Regions from separate parts of the Bactrocera dorsalis genome. Here region 2 is linked to region 1. Evidence: chromatin contacts called from public Hi-C data. All regions are on one chromosome and are shown on one strand. Each heading gives the region's core, a stretch centred on a gene start, on an enhancer-like site or on the middle of the called end of the contact. The rest is flanking DNA. Distances are from core to core; before and after follow the strand shown. Region 1 overlaps LOC105225270 (ecdysone-induced protein 74EF). Region 2 overlaps LOC105225270 (ecdysone-induced protein 74EF).

Region 1 (6,625 bases), core at 348-2,847:
TTTCCGAAGAAATTCGGGCTATTCCGGCCGAAATGCTCGAAAAAGTTGCCCAAAATTGGACTTTCCGAATGGACCACCTAAGACGCTGTCTCGGACAATATTCCATGACAAATGTCGTGCAGATATCTTGTCAAATAAACAAATTTTCCATACCAGCACTTGACTCCGATTGTTTAGTTTGTATGATAGCTCTTAAAAAATCACCCTTTACTATAGTGGTCCAATATTGACTTCTTCCGACAAATAAGCAGCTTTTGAGGAGGAAAGAACGTGAGCGAAATGTCAGATAGCTATTTTGGAAATTGAGGGAAATTGTAAATAGTCTGTATAGGCAGGCGGACGGACATACATAGATGGCTAAATCGACTCCGTTCATCATCCAGCTCATTTATAAATATATTTTACAGAGTCTCTCATATTTCCTATATTTCCTACGGGGAGTTATAAACTTCGTTACAAACTGGGTACATATAATAATAAAAAATCTATTATACTTGGTAAATAATGGACACCCTAACGCCTGTACATACTTATACTGGTTTCGCTGTATCTTGCATGTGACAAGGTGACAAAGGTAGCAACATTTGCAGCACTAAACAATTTGGCTACATATTGTTGGTGTATGTATCAAACTTTGCCCAATATGAAACCCATTTCCGTTTCCGTTCATAATTTATATCAAAGTGCAGTTAAATTTGGCCCAACCAGCTAGTGTCCGGTCAAGAAACTGCTAAGCCTCGTCATCGCCAACGCCATCGCTCATAATGAACATTTCAAAACTATGTGCGCTCGGCCAAGCTAAGAGGCGCGTCGGAGCGAACAGCAAACAAAAACAATGCGCGCGCCTTCGCTGCGACCAGCGAGTCCACAGTGACATTGACCCGGTTTGCTAGCAGCCAGCCAACAGCTCAGCAACTAGCCAAACAACTGTCAACTGGGACTAAATTAGTAATAATGAAAATATTTATTTTTCCCAAGTCAGTGCAAAGCAACAACAACAACAAACAAAACTGCACGCCAACAACAACGACACCCAAGCATATTTGTACACAGCATAGTGGCATGACGCGGACACCACTTTTTAAATTAATTGTAAATATGCAAGCGACGAAGAAAGCAAAAGCGAACTGCGAACAGCAAAATGAAAATGAAATCGAAATCGCAGCAAAAAGCAGAAAAAATATTAATAGAAAATGAGAAAATGCACAAGCAAAAGTGACGGCGGTGGTGCGGTGTGCGGTGTGCGGCATTGCATGCAATTTATCACGGCTGTGAAACGGGTTTCGTGAGCGTGGTCGTCGCTCGCCACTTTGCTTTCCCCAGTAGTGTCACAAAAACAAAAACAGAAAAAAAAACAAATACAAAAACCTCACAGCAAACACCATTGCACCAGCGGCAAAGCAATGACTGCCAGCAATTATCATCTCCACCAAAGCGTCGGTGCATTGAAGTGCAGCGAAGAAAATGAAAGTAAAAGTGTATTTTCACTATTTTCTATCGCCAGATGCTGTGATTTGGTATTAGTTGGACGCTTGAACACTTAAATGCTTGACTCTCTAACGCTGCCACTGCACTTCGCTGCGATGCATACTCGTACACTCTCAAATAGGCGCATATACGTTGGACTCAAACGAAACGTAGCGCCGCAAGTGATGCACAGTGGTACAGTGTCGCAAAGCACGACCCTAAATTTGCTTGCCAAGTGTTCGAATGAAAGACGGAAAATAGCTCTATAATGGTTTGAGAATATACATAGATACTCTTTCGAAGAAACATAGACTTTGCTCACACGAGGACTCTTTCCGTTGGCCAAACCAGTTTTCATAGGCTAGAGAATGACAGATAAAGATGAAGTTGCAATAACCATCGGTTTTAAATGAATATTGACATCAAGTATTAGAGAATGCGATATAAAAGAAAATGCAGACAATTTTCTGACTCAAAATTGTCGGACTCTTGTGACTTAAAGATTAAGCTCTCGCAAAGACTGGACTTTGAAGCAGTAAACTGGATGTTTAGATCTTACCGCTCTTCATACAACTTTGACAACTACCGGCCGATAAGATTTTTAGCTTTACCGCATGAATGTCTATTGGAAAATGTCTGGTAAGAAACCCCACGATGGCGGCAACATAAACTTTAAAAGCAAGTAGTTAAGTAGACAAGAGCGGATCGTTGACCAGCGCTTACTAATCATAAGCGAGTTCCATTGGTCCAGTTGTAGAACTCAAGTTGCAAAACAGCCAACTCGGTCCCATTTCGATATGATCGGGATTAAATGCCCTCATTCGATGTGATCCGGTCCAAAATTCCCCCCCTATCTGGCTTATCGGCTCTGCAGTTACCGCTGTGACCGGGACAAAAACGAGTCTGACCATATAATAGATTGAAGCTATTTATAGCGAGGAAAGACACTCCTTGACTAGCTTATCCCTCCAAAGAGCTGCGCACTTCATAGCAGTACTTATACTTACACCTGTATAGTTGCCTAAAGCTAAGATTTACGGAGAGCTTACAGATATCTCCCCATTCAGCTTTCCCTCCTAGTTTCAACCCATCCGTGAAGAAGCTAACTGCGCCAAATCTCTAACGATTCCTTCCCATTCATGTATCTCTTATCAGTATGTAAGCATAGAAAAATCCGCCTGAGACGCATTGATACAAGTTTTCAGGAATGTAGTTGAAGGAGGAGAATTCGGCTGGTTCTTCTTCGGACACCTTCATCAACCCAGCTTCCCTAAGCCTTAGAGCGCACTTCGCAGCATTGTTACTGTAGAGCACCGCAGATGCCAGTGAGAGCCGCTCAAGTTTCTTAATGACTATAGCCTCTTCGAGCGCCCTCCAGAAGACGCATACATCATGGCACTTTACACATCTAAATAGTTTCCTATATTTGCCTCTAAGTCACGAAGGTGTTATTTTTTTACATAAAAGTTCTAATTACTCCACTGTTGGAACGCTCGGTTCAGAGCGAATTCATGAAAGTGCAAGCGAACTTCGCACGGAGGAAATCGTTGAGTGTAGGCAGGCAGCTCTTCCTCCAACTGCAATAAACTTGTGAGGCAGCACTGCCAGCCGAGGCGGCGGCGTTTACATTCATGCAACTGGTTAAATAGTGAATACTCGCTGCAACAGCGATCAGCAGCTTTGAGTGCTGCGCCTATGGCGAGAGCGTGTGCCTACCGAAGTGCCTCCATCGCTTATTTGAATGACTGCGTTGCATCGCGTTTATATATACATACATACATACATACAAATGTAGGTGTGCAATTTCGCTGCACTGCAGTCGCACACATACACCCACCAACCTATTGCAATTGAGAGACGCAGCGCACCAACACTAGCCGACAAGTGCGTGGAAGCAATGTAATATATATATATGTATATTCATGCATTCATACATATGTCAATATATATTTTTATATTCATATTTTTGTATGTATATAAGTGGGTATGTCAATATATATTTTTATATTCATATTTTTGTATGTATATAAGTGGGTATGTGCATGAAATAGTTAATATGAAAATATGCGCGAGTGCAGCACACACTTCTGCATATAATCCATATACTTACATCGACTTACACAAATGTACTTATTCACATGTACACACCATACATATACACATGCATGCATGTAAATGCCCAGCAATGTGCATACGACGAACGTGTGGCCGCGAGAGAGGAAGAGAAATCAGGTCAAGGCTTGTCGGCATAGTAGTCGTCGTTCACAATTTATGCTTTGTTGGCTGCATTATTGCATGTTGTTATTTTGCTTTTTGCAATCGCTACGCTGCCGCCGCTGTGCGTTTACATACACTAGCTTTTATTGCTACTATTGTAGCTATTGTTGTTGTTATCGTTGTTGTACGCTTTATAGCAACGCTTTTTGTTTATGTATGTGTGTGTGTTTGGCATATGTAAGTTGCGCTGGGTTGCTTCATAGTTACGGTGTAGCCATTCTTTGACTTCTCTTGACTAACAAACACGCAAGAGCGTGCTATGCATTTGGCTGTGAGTGTTTGTTGCCGCCTCACTTGAGCTACAAAACTGCCATAAATCCGTAAACCATTGCTCTTTACGTTTTGGCGGTGCGGGTGGATTCGTATGTTTTGCAAACGTTATGTACATATGTAAGCATCTATTTATGTATAGAAATTTGTAGGCAATGCTTGATTGCAGTAACAATAACAATACACATTCGATAGCGCCTGCGGTTGTGAATACGGTAAAAGGCGTCACAGCCAATAGTTGGCAACTTCTCTAAAGTGAAACGACTAAAAGGTCAAAGAAATGAAAATGTCGCTTTTCTTTCTACCAGAAAATGCACCTTCTTATCAACACAAATTAAGTGCTTAAATAGAAATATACTTAATACTTATATATAGATATGTATGTAAATAAATTATAGAAGGGTTGATTTGCAGTGAGCTAACGGAAAAATCGGATATGCGGAAAATATTCCTGAGTCATTCTGAACAACTTTACCCAAAATAATATGGGTTTAAGACCGGTTTTAAAACAGCAAAGTTAAGGCGAAGTTTAGCTTTTTATAAAAAAATTTCTTCCTCAGTTTTTAGGATATTCAAATGAAATGTAATACATGGCAACATTTTGATATTCTATTGATTAATTGCCGGAATCGGACAGATCGTACAACTGCATATATCGATATCTTCTATATAACCGATTATTTCGACAGTAAGGCGGAGTGGCACGACGACCACGCTCGACCTACTACTGAGGGGCAGAACTATTCAGTGATACACTGACGGCTCGATATCACCGGAAGGCATTAGAATTGCGGGACCGCAAACTATCCACACCAATGGGACGTTTTTCGAGCATCTTTCACGCAGAAGTCAGTGCTCAGAAATCAATCTTCACCCCAACTATCGCAACCAGCGTATGGTTATATTTAGCGATTGTCAAGCGGCAAAATGCGATCTCAGCGTATGAGGTTAAATCGCTTTTGGTTAAGGAGTGTATAGAAAAGCTGAACCGCCTATCAGTGTGCAACTTGGTACACCTAATGTGAGTGCCGCGGCATAAAAAGGTAGCCGGCAATGAGCTGGCCGGCAAACTAGATCGCTCTGATCTACACAGGGCACTGCAGGCTCTGGAAGCACTTGTCCAACATGGGCATAGTCTTGCGCAAACTACTGTTCTGCGACATGGAAAAGGAAACTCCAGAACACCTGATTTTGGATTGCTCAGCAATTTGCAGAAACAGGCTCAAGGTCCTAGGTTACATCTACGAGGAAAGGGATAACATCACCTCAGTCGCATCCAATAGGCCCCAGGAATTTTTAAGGATGCTGAACCTTTGTGACCATATGTGATATAGGGGAGGGCACAATAGACCATAGGTCGCAGTGCAAAACCTATCTAACTTATTATTCAGATTTTTTTTTTTTTTTGGGTATACTACCTTTAATGAAGAAGATAAGAGGACGTGACCTTGCAGAACTGCTCTCTAACACAGACTTAACAAGGACAGTGACAATAAAGAAAATCGGACAATATGTATGTACATATATATATTTTGCAGAGATGTGAGATAGCAAGCGTTATTTGTGCATTATCTAATAAAGCTAGTGGGCTCTTTTTGGCATTTTCTGGAAAACTTTGCTGTAATGTATATTTGTATAATGTAAAATTAGGGGTTTCTCGATAATAATTAAACGAGGAAATAGAATTTTAAATAAAACAAGTGCGGTTCTTTTGGGATACAAGAAGATAAGTTTAGACCCGATTTCGTGAAATGAAAAATTCTTTGTACGAGTTAAAAATAAAAAACCCAGAAACTTGTTTATTTGAATTTTTCACATAAATTTTGAGGTTATGTGAAGAAGGTGTTCATACAAAAAATGTAGGTCTTTTCATTATCTACAACATCGTCATATAACTTTTTTGTATAGGTCTCGTAGTTTTACCTGAAATCGAGATAAATCATTTTTAACCCTCAAAATTCAAGAAAGCCCCTCCCTTTTCTCTACGCGACCTCAGATCGATCTCAAATTAGTTTTCTTTAATTTTTGTTATTTTATCTCTCTTTCTCTAATTGGTTCCAACATAATATAATTTTTTCACTATTTATCATTTTTAAAGTTTTTGCACTGACCTAATACATATAATTCGAGTTTTTGGCATCAAATTGTATTGCAAAAAAGTAGTCTCTTGGAATATACCAAAACTTTGCGCTCAAAATTTTTAATTAATTTATGCCGTTAGTTCGCGACATTCTCGATGTTTGATGACGTTCGTTAAGACGTTTAATTGTCATAGTTGTTTATTGCATGTGGCCGGATGAGCCCTTCAACAGACAGACAACAAATAATAAATGACATGAAGCAAGCGAAATGAGTCTTTCAAAATTTCGAGGTATACGTGCGCGTACACATTGTTGAAGCAAATAATCATAATACAAGAGACAAAACGACGACAGCTCATGGAGCATGCCATACACACATATTTACATACATACAAAGTAAATAGTAAACGGAGCGTTTACTTGTTGCGGAAATGCTTATTGCTCATACGTAGCGTACTAGCAGTTCGCCAATGGTAGCACTATAACCCACTTGGCTTGTACTGTGACCTTTAAATGTTTTCGCCAAATAG
Region 2 (6,045 bases), core at 2,670-5,169, 44 kb after region 1:
AGCTTGGCCTAAACCTCATATCATACAATGGCTTCCGAATACTCGACTTTTCCGCATATGCTCAACATACTCAATTTAGCTACTTCATTGAAATGATTCCAGACATATCTGTGTTTCTTAGACATTGCGAGAGTATAAAATGTTCCGTTACACCCGCCCTTTCTTTCCTTACTATTTTCTTTATTGATTTTCGAATTTTGTCTACGCATAACTTAGTATCAATCACCACAACTTTCAGTCGTAAGTTGTCTAAAACCTGTGCTCACTCTAAAATCACTCAAATATCACTTATTATTTCTAATAAAGACATATGTACATCGGTTGTAAATAGTGACTGATTGCGATAAGCGAGTCTATCGTGCCAGTGCACTGTGTGCATTTAATTAGATGTCTACTAGAAACTTTCAGTTTCGATTGCTTATGTTGCGGTAGGTCGCCGCTTTATCAATTATTTGTTCGAGTGGCTTTACGAGTGTTCGAGAATACGCTAATATTTGCACACCCTGTGTCGCCGCGCCAACAACACATATTACTAATGAAGTGCAGCGCCAAATCAGTCGCACAAGCAGTGAAGCTCACACCAACAAACCGCTGCCGTCCGTCCGACCAAGCGTCCACCCAGTATTCACTTGCTTGCTCGCGCAAATTTAATGTTTTCTTAGGCATATTTTTGAATTGCGAGGAAGGAGAATAAATAATGAATTGCATTGCAATTGCAAAGAGCAACAACTCAAACCGAAACAACAGCAACAACAACAACCACCTCATCGACAGTCGCAGCAATCGCTGAATTGTTGAATCGAAAAAGCTTTTAGCAACAACAACGGTAGCAAAATTTCCTTTTCTAGGTCTAGGCCAGATGCACAATCACATTCTAAAAATTCTCTGCTTCGGTGTATGCATGCAGGCAGACATGTTGTAGATTTGCTCTTTACGCACATTTTTCTTCTGCATAATATACAATTCTCGTCTAATTCTTTTAGTTGTGAACTTCTATGCTTGACTAAAGTTAAAATGCTTTCATAAGAGAACGCTGAACTAATATTTGTCTTATATCTAATGGTTCTCCATATGTGGTAAAAAAACCTTCTTTTAAGAGAGACAAGTGATGATAAGCAACAGCAGCATCTTAATCCAGAAGGCAATTATTTCTCACAAGAATATCTTAGTTTTCTAAGGGTTACTTGTCTTTATGGCGTCTCCATTAAAAGTAAAAAGTGCTTCCTTAAATAAAAATCATTACTGCCACCTTTTAGAAGCTACATATTTGAAGTACCTAAGCGAACTCACTCAACAGGCTCAGGTGCGTCAGACCGTAGGCGGACGCTCTTAGACCATTATTAAGTTCATTGTGCTTCCGGGTGATAACCAATTAAACAACACAAGGGTTTTTTTCCAACACAGCTGTCCAATATTTTTTAAGTTGCGGCCTTCATCATCCTCAGCGCTTGCTCTGCATTCCACAGCATCCACTTTTTCCACCCTCTTCAGGGCAGGTGTATTATTATGACCCCTACAATGTCACTAAGTTCTCTTTTGCATAGAAGTAGGAGCCTTTTGGTTTATTCGCAATCAACTCCACCACAAAGTAACTTTGTGGTATGCTCTGTGTTACTTGTTTTCCAAGACCTGTGGTATTCCTCTAGCGTCCATTGCTTTAAACAACTCTCGAATGGTCTGAGAGAGCTAAGGGGGATTGTTATTTCAGTTGCCCCGGAGCAGAACAGCTCGTTTGCCTTTTCATTTGCATATATTCCTATACATAACTGGGTACCAAAATGATCTTAACCGAGGTACCTACTAAGAGTCTAGTTATTACCTGCTTGAATAATCCAACGCAGCAAGACTTTGTATTGGCGCTGGGGTTGCCACTTGACTATCTAATAGAGGATTTATAGAGTTGAGTTGTTAGAGCAGAACTTTCATCTATTATGCACATAATTTCGGCCTGTAAGACGCAGTTGTAGTCATTTAGTTTGAAGCTACCTTTTGTGTATGGATTACTACAGAAGAAGACCGCTTCTTTTTCCATTTCACCCTTTGATACGTCGCTGAAAAATTAGATATCGCCATTGGAACTGTCGATTATAGAACCATTGGTCCATTCTTCTCTAGTGGGGAATGAAAGCATTGTGTTTAATTCCTCATGAAGCTACTTTTCTTTGTCACATTGCCAATTTAATCTGAGTATATTAACAAGCGAGGCCGCAGTCGGTTCCTGACAGAAGTACATGACGTGCTGATTATTTATATGTATATTTTATAGGGCCTCCGACGTTTCCATTTGGGCGTAGTAAACTTAAGGGGTTACATGGGTTTACGGGTTTCGATTTTAATTGTCTTATTAAATTCTACAAGGTCTCAAGAATATTATCCTAAATTTTCATGTTGATCTGAGTAATAGTTTCGTAGATACAGCATTGAAAACTTGTGTGCTCGAGACTAGGATAAGTGGGCTATCTTTAAACGCGTTTTTCTCGAAACCCTATTTTGAAATCGGTTGGCATTTCTTGAGAACTACTCAATCAATCTTCATGAAATTTTGCACAGGTCTTTGAGATACAATTTTTAAAGTCTTGGATTTTTTTTCGATTATAACTGTTTCAAAAAAATTTCTCGGAATTTTCAACCAAATTTTAATTTTTTGGTAAAAATGTCTGCCAAAAATCCAATTTTCAGTTTTTTTTCCTTCGTCCAAGTACTAAGTTAAGGTTTTAACTAAAACACGTAATATTTTCTATTTAGGTGATCCTGTAAGGAGCTTTCCGAGGGGTCGCCGGAAATGGCGTCGCAATGGCCGAGTTTAAAATATTTTTTTTTTACAAAAATTTCAGAATTTATTTCTTAATGTATGTTTGTAATAATAAAAAATTCTAATAATATATTTAATTTTTTATATGAGAAACAATTAAAAAAAATCTTTTTACCCGAGGAAACCCATGGAACCACTTAATATACGCTGGTCAGTATATAAAAAATACACTGTATTTGGGACGTATGTAGGTAAGTTTACATCTAATTTCGTAAAAAAAAAATGTGTGCGAGATAAAAATCTAAAATCCAATAACTTGGAAATTTAAATTTTTCACAAAACATTTTTTCGTATAACTTTTTTTTTTAATAAGACTTGCAGTTGTGTGTGAAATGGGGATAAACCAATTTAACCCCTGAACATTCAACCACTACTATTTCTTTCCGAACATATTAACTAGAATCCACTCATTATTTTCCATATTATTCCAAATTATTGTGTTTGTATTCATCAAAATATTGTAAACTCCCGGTGAAAGGGAAAATTACCGAAATGATTTTCTTTCAAAAATATTTTATGCGAACTTTGAATAATATACATAATTAATTATTGATTTCCTTGTGCATAAGATTGTTATTATGTAGAATTTCACAAATCTTCCAAAACCCTCTATGTAGAAAGGAAGTCAAAGGAAATATTTTTTAGGAGCACAATAGTGAGATCATATACTAAACATATTCATATGTACATATGTACACACTTGTATGTTTGTAGTTTTGTAGTTGCATATATGTACTTATGCTTATGTTGGTGTACATTTCGATTGGTACAATAGTACCAAGCTATCAGCAGAGTAGTTAGGCTGCAGTATAAAACGCCGAACGGCTGGAGTCTAAATAGAACGATGAAAAGCTATTTGTTGAGCGGAGTCACCGCAGTCAAACTGCCCCATTGTCAACGCATGTTTTAGTGCAAACACTACACTTTAAATTCTACAACAACAACAGTGGAGCAACAATAATAGTAACAGTCACAAAACTTTTGATTGTAATCGCCTAACTTGATGCTGTCGCAGCTGTATGCGACTGCAGCAGTGTCGTCGCTCAGTCACTGCCATTAACAAGTCTCATCAACCCAGTCCGACCAAAACAAACGCAACGAATCGCAACGAAGCATGCGTCGCGCATCCACTCATTGCTGTGCAGTAAGCAGCGACGCCAACGACCATATGGCGAAAGGTGAGGAAAGGCACGAAAAGCAAAAGGAAAGAAGAAGTAAACCACGTACAAACATACATGCATACATACATACTACTAGTCACACATAACAACATACATATGAACAAATGTATGGCAATGCAGGCCGGCAGTTTGTATAAATGGGGGTCGGTGCTGGGCGGGGCGCAGCTTGTGTGTGCGGCTGGTTACCGATACCGCCGCTCGCGCCGCACCCGCTGCTTAGTCCACCAATCGGTGTTTGCTATATATCGTCACGCGAGTGCAGCGAACTAATTCAAGGCTGCGCATACCATACGAATTGTTGTTGCATTCGGTACATATGTATGCATGTGAATTATGTGCTGTATCTTGAGAGGCAATAGTCAACAACAATCCGCAATGCGCTAGTGTGCGTGTGCATTAGTTGATGGGGCTACCGGGTACAAACATACATACGACCATACATACAAGCTTACAGCCAAACATACATACAAATGTATTTGAAGCAATGTGAATGTGCATGAGCGCTTAATGGAGATTGCATGTGTGTGTATGTGTATGTAGTGGTACATATGTTTGCATGCACACTGAGTGGGGCTAACGGCGGCGAAAAGTCGCACAAATCGACGAACAGTCGCTGAGATCGCCGCCTGAGTGCACGTTGTTGCGTTAGAGATGAGGGCAGCGCGCTTTGGACACACTTCGCTTGCCGTGCAGATGTGTGCTTATGTCTATGTGTGTGTGTGTATTTGTATATGCGTTTATTCGAAGTTCATCGCGCATAGCCAAATCGCATTTCTCGCCGTCAAGCGATTTTCGCTCGCACACCGCTATGCATTTGCTCACTGTTGGCGGTTGGCGCTATCGCAATTCGCCATTCTCTTGGGTCTCTCTCTCCTCTTGACTTCAGCTGCGACACTCTAATGCCGTTTTAACGCGCCCAACCAGTCGGTCGGCACACGCTGCTGCGTCATGTGCTAGCTCTGGTGTTTGAATGGCTATTTCAGCCTGCAGATGCCGTATGCACTAAACGTGATTGCGTTAGGCCGCACACTTACTTCACTAGTGCTCACCATAGTTTTAGTTATTTACCCCCGTCTCGTTACAGTATCAGTGGGGCATTTGGCTTTTCGCAACTAAACAAATAATGTAATGGCTGGGGTTTTTTAAATCTTTGAGTAGGGCGTTGGGAATTTCATGATTCGGCTTGGATAATTCTATTACTTAGATTGATAGCTTTTAATTGCCTGCCTGCTTTATGTATGTATATACATATGTAAGTATCAATGATTACGTAAATATGTAATGACTAAGAAGATTCTGTCCCAGCTCAATTGATTGTTGGCATCGAATTAATTTAATATAGTAATTTTGTAGGCCGAATACTTCACCAGTCTTATGGCGGGTTCGGAGCACGTAGACATGATTTGATTAAAGTCAAAATTGTCTAATAGAACTAGTAAAATATTTTGCTATAAGCAAAACCTCATATGAATATTTGTATACACCCAAACCAGCTAACCTACAGGGTGGGCCATCTATATTTCGAAATTGGAAACGTCAAATACCATCCGGAAAGTGACGGATATTCAGTAAAAAGTCCAAAATTTACGAAATGGGTCGCTATTCACTAGAAGAAAACTGGGAAATATTGAAAATTTTTTTCCAAAGTGGTGAGTCCTCAACCAATTAAATTTTACCAAAAAAACATCTTTTCGGACGATGGTGGTTACGTTAACAAGCAGAATTGTCGCATTTGGGGCACAGAAAACCCGCACGTAATCTTCGAGAAGCCAATGCATCCAGCACGAATAACTGTATGGTGCGGATTTTGGTCTGGTGGAATCATCGGCCCAGTTTTCTTCGAAAATGAAGAAGGAACCGCCGTAACCATCAATGGTGAGCGATATCGCGCAATGTTAACCGAATTTTTCTTCAAGCAAATTGAAGAGGAAAACTTGGACAACATTTGGTTCCAGCAGTACGGCGCTACGTTCCATATAGCAAACGCTACACTTAATATTTTGCGCTTTATCTTCGAAACTCGCATAATCAGCAAAAGAGGTGATGGGAATT

Evidence for each region. Hi-C and Micro-C count contacts between places; a contact is called where the count stands out from the background.
Region 2: a contact with region 1 is called in a Hi-C map of whole body, with 8 times the contacts expected there. The contact joins two enhancer-like sites. A contact is called at or near these places in 2 of 2 Hi-C or Micro-C datasets (both in whole body).

The regions. Positions count from the first base shown.
Region 1 is chr5:38,638,039-38,644,663 of ASM2337382v1, forward strand. The region is part of intron 5 of LOC105225270 (ecdysone-induced protein 74EF); the gene reads right to left. Among protein-coding and RNA genes, the nearest start is that of LOC105225269, 26 kb to the left of the region's middle. Within about 2 kb of position 1,598, the one cell type or tissue checked has open chromatin away from gene starts, as enhancers often do.
Region 2 is chr5:38,679,677-38,685,721 of ASM2337382v1, forward strand. The region is part of intron 5 of LOC105225270 (ecdysone-induced protein 74EF); the gene reads right to left. Among protein-coding and RNA genes, the nearest start is that of LOC105225269, 67 kb to the left of the region's middle. Within about 2 kb of position 3,920, the one cell type or tissue checked has open chromatin away from gene starts, as enhancers often do.